Regions from separate parts of the Mus musculus genome. Here regions 2 and 3 are each linked to region 1. A link is a contact called in public ChIA-PET and promoter capture Hi-C data. All regions are on one chromosome and are shown on one strand. Each heading gives the region's core, a stretch centred on a gene start, on an enhancer-like site or on the middle of the called end of the contact. The rest is flanking DNA. Distances are from core to core; before and after follow the strand shown. Region 1 overlaps Hlcs (holocarboxylase synthetase (biotin- [propriony-Coenzyme A-carboxylase (ATP-hydrolysing)] ligase)). Region 2 overlaps Dop1b (DOP1 leucine zipper like protein B). Region 3 overlaps Vps26c (VPS26 endosomal protein sorting factor C).

Region 1 (3,074 bases), core at 205-2,704:
TCTTATCCCTCTGAAACTCTACGTTAAAATCAACTCTTCCATAAGTCACTTTTGGTCATGTTTTACCATAGCAACAAGGAAATATAACTAGTGAATTGTGTTTATACCTCCTCAAAAATTTAAACACAAAATTAACCCATAACCTAACAAACTACCCTCAGGCCCACAGCGTCAAACCAGCCTCTCTTCGAAGCCTAACTGTCCGTCAAATGAGAGAGGAAAAACAAAACACAATATATACATTTAACTTAATATTACACACACACACACACACACACACACACACACACCACCTTCCCCCACACACACCCCACCCACCCCCAGCCCCCCCCGCCCCCCCCCAAGAAACAGGAAGTTTTGATACATGTATTTTTTAACATAAGACTTTTGATACTTCAGTGGATCTTGAAGATACTTTGCTAAATAAAAAAAGCCAGACACAAAAGGGTCCATACACAATTCTAATGCTGAGCAAGATCTAGAACAGGCAAACTTGTCAAAACAGGAAGTTGGACAGAGGTCGGCAGGAAGCAGAAGAGGAGGGAGAGGTCCCAAGAGTTTCTGCTTGGGTTGATTTTTAAAAAAGAAATGTTTTAGAGGGCTGGTGAGGCTCAGCAGTTAAGAGCACTGGCTGCTCTTCCAGAGGTCCTGAGTTCAATTCCCAGCAAAACACGGTGGCTCTCAACCATCTATGGGGGGGGGGGGGGGGGGGAATCTGATGCCCTCTTCTGGCAGGAGGATGTATATGCAGCAGAGCACTCAGACATTAAAGAAATAATTTTTTTAAAATGTTTTAGAAATAGACAATAGAGGTGGCTGAGAAACACCATGGTATCATTTATGCTGCAGAACTGTTAACCCAAGGATGGTTAAGACATCAGATTTAATTTACACGCGCACACACACACACACGTGGACCATAAAGAGGAGCTGGCAAATGGCTCAGCGAGTGAAGGTGCTTGTCACCAAGACTGGTGGCCTGAGCTGTGGCCCCAGAACTCACATCCTGGAAAGAGTAAACTGATTCCCACAAGTTATCCTCTGATCTCACATCTCCCATACAAGTGAACAAGCATAATTCAACATTTCTAGAGGTCAGATGTCTATTCCACTACTTCCAAGAAGCTCCCCACCAACTCTCAATGAGCCCCCCCACTGTCTCCCAGGAGAATGTGCAGGATCCCAAGAGTCTTACTACGCTCCCCCCCACTCACCCACACACACACACACACAGTGTGGCCTCAAAGTGCTGAGTGACTAGGAGAAGAAGCCACAGAAAGGACCTCTCTGTACAGGTCTCTCAAAATGACTTTAAAGCGGTGCCGAGATGTTAGCGGCAATGTCCTCTGCTAACCGATTGTAAATACCATGTCACCACACAAGCACCTACAACAGTGCAAAAGCCTCTGTGGTGGTTTCAATGAGATGTCCCCATTTGAAAGCTTGGTGTCCCCACCACTGCCACCGCCCACACTGGTGGCTCAGGAGGTGTGGATCTGCTGGAGGAAGTAGGTCACTGGGAGCTCTGTGTCTTTCTCAGCACTTCCCCTTGCCGTTCAGACACGTGTGCTCTCGGTCTCCAGCTCCAGCTGCCTCACCAGCCTGCTGGACAAACCATGCACGCATACCCTCCCCGAGTAATAGTGATGGACTCTTACCCCCTGGAACATAAGCCAAAATAAACTTTCCCTTCTGTAAGTTGCCTTGGTCATGGTGTCTTTTTTTTTTTTTTTTAAATTCACAAATATGCTATTTTTTATTTCCCAATTCTAATTATCTAAAACACACATTGCAAACATACAAATATCTATCTATTCTCTCCACATGTCAGCGCCCATTCATCATTGTTTTGGAAATGGGGAGAATAGATTCCCCTTAAATTGCAAGTCAGTAGGTGTTTCTTTACAGTTAACTTTAGCAAAATTCATACAAAATAGTAATTAACAATGATCTTCTTCACGTGTTAACTCACAAGGAAACACCTTTGAAACTGCATTTTGTTAAAGTTTCTGTACTAAAATGTACAAAAACTGAACTACACAAATATTGAAAAGTTAAAAATTCCTTAATTTTTTATTCCTGGTACCACTACCACAATTTACAGGGCAATATACCTGATGTAATGAAAAGAAAAAGAAAAAGACAAAGCTACAACAGATAAAAGACCTCAGGAATGTACATCTAATTGACACTACATTGCATTAATCAATAGCTGCACTTTTTGCAAACTGTGGCTATGACAGTCCTGAACAAGAAGGGTTTCCTGTTTAAGCTGCAGTAACTTTTCTGACTATGGATCATCGTTCCTTCTGTGGCAGATTTTTACAGTTCCTCTAATGCATTTGGGACGACTGTCTCAAAGTAACCTGCAGCTTTCCTGACAACTCCTCGCTCTCTCTCCTGCTAAGAACTGTAGCCGTTTCTGCTTTATTTTAAAACCTTCTGCTACCATATCCACCACTTCCACCTCCAGATCCATAGCCACCACCATAGGGACTGCCTGAGCTTCGTCCACCAAAACTGCCCCCCTTCATGGGTCCATAATTTGATTGTTGCTGTCCACTATAATTTCCAAAGTCATTATAGTTTCCACCACCACCATAGTTACCTCCACCAAAATTTCCTCCTTCATTGTAACCATCATAGCCTCCTCCTCCACCACCATATCCACCACCCTGGTTTCCATATCCTGGTCCACCACCTCCATAACCTCCTCTACTACTGTAACCAGGACCACCACCATAGTTGCCACCATCACCTCCAAATCCATTATATCCACCATCACCACCTCCATAACTACCCTTGCTGCCACCACCTCCACCACCATAGCCACCTCTTCCACCAAAGTTTCCTCCACGACCAAAGTTTCCTCCACCACCTCCAAAGTTTCCTCCACGACCCATAAAGTTGCCAGATCCACCTCCACGACCTCTCTGTGATCCAGCAGACTGCATCTCTTGTTTAGAAAGGGCCTTTTTCACTTCACAATTATGCCCATTAATAGTGTGGTATTTTTGAACAACAATTTTATCAACTGTGTCATGATCATCAAAAGTTACAAAAGCAAATCCTCT
Region 2 (3,074 bases), core at 280-2,779, 460 kb before region 1:
GCTGAAGCAGAGCAGAGTGTTTGGGGCAGGGAGAACGGCTGCTTGCAGGAATGTGGGAAACCCAAAGGCAGAGTACAGAGATGGCTAGGGCCAGATTCCAGCTTTATCCTGAATTGCTTAACTAATACAATTTGGTAAGTGCTGCATACTTTTAGAACTTGAAAATTAACGTTTCTAATGATTCTAAGCCCTCTCCCTGCTGCTGTAGGTACAGCTAGGCTGTGGGATTTCTGTGGGACTGACGTGTAGGTAGTAAAGTTCAGTGGGAAAGCCCTGGCCAAGCATGCTCCAGCATGCTCCAGACCCTGGACCCCAGCTCCTGTGCTGCAGAGGGACGCACACAACCAGGCGCATACATCGGTACACATACACACAGAGGCGTGCACACATACACACAGGTACACAGACAGGGTTACACAGTGGTACACATACAAGTATGCACACTCACACAGGTGCACACACAAGTATACATACTCACACACAGTTACACAGACAGGTATACATACATGTGCAGGTGCACACACAGATTTATACACACAGGCATACACAGACAGGCACACATAGTGATATACACACGAGTGCATACACAGAGCTATATATACACACACAGGTACACTCACATAGGTATACACACAAACACCGGTGGTCAGGTTTAATCACCTCTCAGTAATATTTACCATCTCAAGACTCTGTCAGGCAACTCACCTAGCTGTGTCCCCATCCTGGCTGCTCACCGTGCCTTATCTCTGCCATCTCACATCCAGCTCGTGGGAGCAGACTCAGCCCCTCCTCTGCCCCAGTCCCCACAGTAGTGCTGTGAAGCACACTGCTATAATTCTGAGTTGCTGAGTGTGCCTCAGGTACGGGCCTGATGCTACTCTGTGAAGACTTTTTTGTTTTTGTTTTTTGGGGTTTTTTTTGTTTTTGTTTTGTTTTTGTTTTTGTTAACTCTTGCTTTTCTTTTCACCAGACCATCAGACAAAAAATTTTAGACTTGCTGAACCCCTTGACAGGCCATCTTGGGGTCCAGCTGATAGCTGCGGTTGCCACCGTGTGGAACAGAAAGCAGGCACGGCGCCACAGCAAGACCAAGGTAGGATGAAGACGGAGAGGGCTGGCTACATGGGCTCAGTGCATGCGGTGCCTGCTGATCCCCACAGACTGTCCTCTAACCTCTGCACCCACACTCACAAGATAAAAAAATGGAAGAAGAAAGATAGAGGATAAATGTGAGGACAGGAAGCATCAACCTTGGGCCTCCACACCCATGCACACACTCACACCCACGCACACACTCACACAGACATGGAAGTACCTCCATGCACACCACGATCACATCAGACTTCCTTCTCGGGGGACAGCCACCGTGGAAGGCTATGTGTGTGCTGTCTTGCTTTTACCTTCTCCTGTCAGCCTTCAAGGAACTCTCTTCTTCTGGGCAGATGGTCCCCGTGGCAAACACGTCCCAGCACACCCTTGTCGACCTGGTCTGTGCTCTCAGCACCCTGCAGACAGACTCAGTGCTGCAGCTGGTGAAGGAGGTGGTGAAGAGGCCAGCGCAGATCAAAGGGGATGAGGTAAGGCGCCCTGGGGAGGGAAATATACCCTGGGGGATCCGCAGGCAGGTGCGTGGCAGGTGCGTGGCAGGCCTCCTTCCTGGTGCTTCTTCCAGGAAGAAGTGACCTGGTGGGAAAGAGAGAATTCTTTGGGTTGTAAGGAAGCCCTGTCGCTGTGTGTTCAGACTTTGGGCACTGCTGTTTCTTAGTGGGAGCTACCTGAGGTCAGCTTGCCTGTCCCTGATGGCTCACATCCTGCCTGATGCTCAACTCTTAGCACCTTCTAGAAAAAGGAAATGGCACCTGCCTTCAGGAGCACCACAGCTGTGGAGGTGCAGAAAGTAAACAAAGCCAGGCTCTTGCAGGGGCGCAGACCTGTGGAAGTTAGCAGGCTCCAGGGCAGGGGGAGGTGCTGGGTCCAGTTCCGATTTGGTTTTGATGACCAGCGAGGAAAGTGAGAGGTCACAGAGGAGGGGGGCTGTGAGGTCAGCTCAGGGGATCAGGCCAGCTGAGCTTGCTCTCTGTGTTAATGGAAGTTAGTTAGCCTGACCTCCCCACAAAGAAATAGAGATCAGCTTCCCTGTGGTCTGACTTCAAAGGGGGTGGCCATATGTCCCCAAGGCACACACTAGGGAGCCCAGCAGTCCTCAGCCCTTGTGAGAAAGTCAGGGACGGAGCTGGGTTGGAGACCACCAGGAATGAGTGTCCATTCTGTTGGCGACCTGAGCTTTCTCTGCATGCGCTTGCTGGAGCTTCAGAAACCGTCCTAGTGACACAGCCTGACCATGGGTGACTCAGAAACCATCCTAGTGACACAGCCTGACCATGGGTGACTCAGAAACCATCCTAGTGACACAGCCTGACCATGGGTGACTCAGAAACCATCCTAGTGACACAGCCTGACCATGGGTGACTCAGAAACCATCCTAGTGACACAGCCTGACCATGGGTGACTCAGAAACCATCCTAGTGACACAGCCTGACCATGGGTGACTCAGAAACCATCCTAGTGACACAGCCTGACCATGGGTGACTCAGAAACCATCCTAGTGACACAGCGTGACTGTTGGTGACTCAGAAACCATTCTAGTGACACAGCCTGCCCATGGGTGACTCAGAAACCATTCTAGTGACACAGCCTGACCATGGGTGACTCAGAAACTATCCTAGTGACACAGCCTGACCATTGGTGACTCAGGTTTCCTGTGTGTGAGAGAGAGGGGCTACAAGAGACTGCTGTGCTGACGGCCTAGCTCTTGCAGCACGAAGTCAGCAGTTGGCCACAGCGTGTTAAAAACAGTCAGAAGCCAGGCATAGTGGCGCACGCCTTTAATCCCAGCACTCGGAAGGCAGAGGCAGGCGGATTTCTGAGTTCGAGGCCAGCCTGGTCTACAAAGTGAGTTCCAGGACAGCCAGGACTGCACAGAGAAACCCTGTCTGGAAAAACCAAACAAAAAACAACAACAAAAAAAAAAAAAAACAGTCAGAAGACACAACTTATCCAGACCATCAGGGAAG
Region 3 (3,074 bases), core at 234-2,733, 260 kb after region 1:
ATGTGTTTTGGTGTCAAACTGTCAGAGTGGACTTGTGGTTAACCTTATTCTCACCTTAACTAAATTTGGAATCTTGTAAGAGACATACCTGTAGGTATATCTTCAGGGGAATGAATTTCTAGAGATGTTTAACAGAGGAGAGAAGGCCTGCCTAGAATGTGGGTGGCACCATCCATGGGGAATAAAAAGAAAAATCAAGACAGCAAACCTGATAACAGCATTTCTCTGAAACCTGGTCTACCCAGATGTGAGCGAGCAGCCTCCTACAGTTATGGCTTTTCCACCACAATGGACATAGGTCCTGAAGTGTGACCCACAATAAGCCTGCCTTCCTTTAAGTTGTTTCCTGTTGGATATTTACTCACATACTACTTACCTGACAACTGTCAAGGCTTTTCCTATAGACTCACGGTATTTCTGCTTGGCTCACAGTTGACTCTGGATGGGGCCTTGCAGCAGGCTCTACTGCCTACACACACCTACTTACGCAGCTTCTTACCCTTTTTTGAGTCATCAAGAAGCTGAATGCTAAGCCAGGCGTGGTGGCGCACGCCTTTAATCCCAGCACTCAGGAGGCAGAGGCAGGCGGATTTCTGAGTTCGAGGCCAGCCTGGACTACAAAGTGAATTCCAGAACAGCCAGGGCTACACAGAGAAACCCTGTCTCGAAAAACCAAAAAAAAAAAAAAAAAGCTGCAGCCTGCGTGCAAGGCGCTTCTTCCCTGTGGCCCAGACCCTTCCTAGACTCCACAGGCCAGGCCTGGACTGCTTACCCACTTTGAAGTTGGTGGTCTCCAGTGTTGGACAGGTGAACAGTCTGGGGAAGACCATGTACAGGGGAACAGAAAGGTTTCTACAAATGTCCCCATCAGCGATTTGAATATTCTGAATCTCTGTGGCATCTCGTGCATAGCCTTCTGCACACCCTGGAGAAAGAGGAAACATCATGGGGTCAGGACACCATGACACCAAAGCAAACTGGTCACCAAACTGCCCAATACTGTGCCAACCAGGATCAACACATTCACCCACTTCTCCAATTTCTTCTTCAGGACTGGGAGTTACCTTCTCTTCTACTTTGCATGTTCTCAAACATCACCACACTGGTTTTACCATGCTTCCAAGATTTAAGGTGCTGGGGACCTAATTAGTATTTCAGTGATTATCTGCAAGTGGGAATTTTGGGGTGAGTAGGCCACAGGGGCCATCAGAATAGCTCTGTTATGATGTGATGTGCCCTGCCATGTTAAGAGTACAGGAAGGGGTGTTTTAGCGGCTGACAGTACAAGTGTAGATACCTAGATACTCTAGAAGTCTTACCACAGGTCTCCACCCGGACCAACTGAAGCTCTATGCTCCGGATAGCAGCATCCGAGTGTTCCACCACCAGCTCTCCTGTCAGGGGCTGCGTGATAGCGCAGTTAGTGGAGTTCAGATGTCCTCTAATGAAGAATTTGGGAAGTGAAGCTCTCTATGGAGAACAGAGACAAAGACATCAGAAACAGAAGGAAAGGGGGCTGTCACTTATTCCAGTTGCACTGGTACAAATAAGAACTGAAAACCAAGTTGAGTAATTGTTCTATAAACCATGGAAACTTCTTTCTAAAACAAGAAGGAATAATAGCCATTTCATCTTTCAGTGGCCACCAGACTGACTCATCAACCACCCTGTACACATATTAGGGACAAACGGACATCACAGCTCACTCCGAATCAGCTCCCAACCTACACTGGCTGACAAAGCTCTCTCAGGCCGAAAGACATGAAATGTAAAAAGCCTCAGGGTTAGAAGGGTGCTTAAGGACAGCCACCCCCTCAACCCCAGGTCACAAAAGAAGAAAAAGAAAAAGGCCGTTTTAAAGTGTTCCCAATTAAGCAAGTTTGAGATGCCAATTATTTTTATTTCAAGGATACCGAAAGAGCAGTTTTCTCAACGCCCGAAGAAAAGCTTTGGGACTATTTCTCTGCAGACAGGAAGTTGGCTCAGGGGAACTGGCCCTAGCACTGGAGGAAAATAGTTGGACAGTCACTTCAGGAGTCTTCATTTCTACTAGGTTGCACTATCCAGAAGAAACAATATAAGCCACAAATTTTAAAATCATTTAGAATTTGTAATTGCCTATGAGTATAATTTAAAAATTTCTGGTAACCACATTAAAACCTGTCTACAGTATATCTAAGACGTTATCAAGCAAGAATAACAGGGAGAAGAGTGCCTGCCTGGCACAGAGAGGAGCTCTCTCTGGCTTTGATTTCTAGCGTGATCAATCAGGCATGGTAGCACACAATACCATCTTACCACTCAAGAAGTGGAGGCAGGAAGATCAGAAGTTCAAAGTCACCTTCAACTAAATACCTGAAGGCCCATCTGGAATACATGAGACCGTCTCAAAGGCTGGTGGAGGATAGTTTTATTAATAAATCTACACCAAAGATCCTCAAATATACACCAAGAACCAATATTTGAAGAAGACAGAAGCAAGGGAAAGAGAACTCTGTACCACACATGGGCCACATCCATATAAGGAGGGACATGTGAGGCATGAGTAAGGGACCTGTGTCTGCAGCAAAAGAGGACCTGGAGGGACACAGGTCTGGAGAAAGCACTTTACAGGGGAATCTGCCCGGCCCTAGGACATGATGGCTACTTCTTTCCAGAACCTTCTGAAAAGGCTCCTTATGATAATGAATGACATCAGCTATGTCTGCAGTGCCCCAAATCTTCCAGACTTGCTTTCAACCCAATTATGAGCATGAACAAAATGCAGAATTGAATACAGAATCCAGGTTTTATCCAGAAAAGAGCTGTAGACAAACAACACTACTTGCTCTGACACAAAATCAATTACAAAAAAACCCCAAAACTGGAGAAGGTGTCTGGTAGTGGAGCAGAGTGAAGGCTGGCTACAGTGGTGGGCTAGGCCAAAATAACAAACTGCCTGATACAGAGGCCCATGGGAGCCAGTAAGAGCCAAGCATCCTTGGTTCTTATGCAGAGGAATCTGCTGGTGCTTCGCGACACTTATACCCTTACTGTCCACTGCCATGGTTCTGTCCACCACCATGTCCACTGTT

Evidence for each region. ChIA-PET counts read pairs in DNA pulled down with a chosen protein or histone mark. Capture Hi-C pulls out chosen DNA fragments and counts their contacts.
Region 2: a contact with region 1 is called in an RNA polymerase II ChIA-PET map of effector CD8 T cells, with 5 read pairs. The contact joins two enhancer-like sites. A contact is called at or near these places in 1 of 115 datasets of contacts at active chromatin or transcription factors (effector CD8 T cells) and 1 of 9 other capture datasets (embryonic stem cells).
Region 3: a promoter capture Hi-C map of adipose tissue shows a contact between it and region 1. The contact joins two enhancer-like sites. A contact is called at or near these places in 2 of 9 other capture datasets (adipose tissue and embryonic stem cells).

Annotation. Positions count from the first base shown.
Region 1 is chr16:94,239,842-94,242,915 of GRCm38.p6, forward strand. All of the region lies in intron 5 of Hlcs (holocarboxylase synthetase (biotin- [propriony-Coenzyme A-carboxylase (ATP-hydrolysing)] ligase)), which reads right to left. It also overlaps the pseudogene Gm6363. Among named protein-coding and RNA genes, the nearest start is that of Hlcs, 49 kb to the right of the region's middle. Within about 2 kb of position 1,455, at least 100 of the 459 cell types and tissues checked have an H3K27ac peak or open chromatin away from gene starts, as enhancers often do. A contact at or near this core is called in adipose tissue and effector CD8 T cells, where this site is marked.
Region 2 is chr16:93,775,917-93,778,990 of GRCm38.p6, forward strand. Dop1b (DOP1 leucine zipper like protein B) reads left to right here. Exons shown (of 37, transcript NM_027293.1): 22 at 971-1,093; 23 at 1,443-1,577. Among named protein-coding and RNA genes, the nearest start is that of 2310043M15Rik, 17 kb to the right of the region's middle. Within about 2 kb of position 1,530, at least 83 of the 459 cell types and tissues checked have an H3K27ac peak or open chromatin away from gene starts, as enhancers often do. A contact at or near this core is called in effector CD8 T cells, where this site is marked.
Region 3 is chr16:94,500,763-94,503,836 of GRCm38.p6, forward strand. Vps26c (VPS26 endosomal protein sorting factor C) reads right to left here. Exons shown (of 8, transcript NM_007834.3): 6 at 1,320-1,470; 7 at 773-925. The region is part of intron 3 of Gm31323 (a long non-coding RNA gene); the gene reads left to right. Among named protein-coding and RNA genes, the nearest start is that of Vps26c, 24 kb to the right of the region's middle. Within about 2 kb of position 1,484, at least 23 of the 459 cell types and tissues checked have an H3K27ac peak or open chromatin away from gene starts, as enhancers often do. A contact at or near this core is called in adipose tissue, where this site is marked.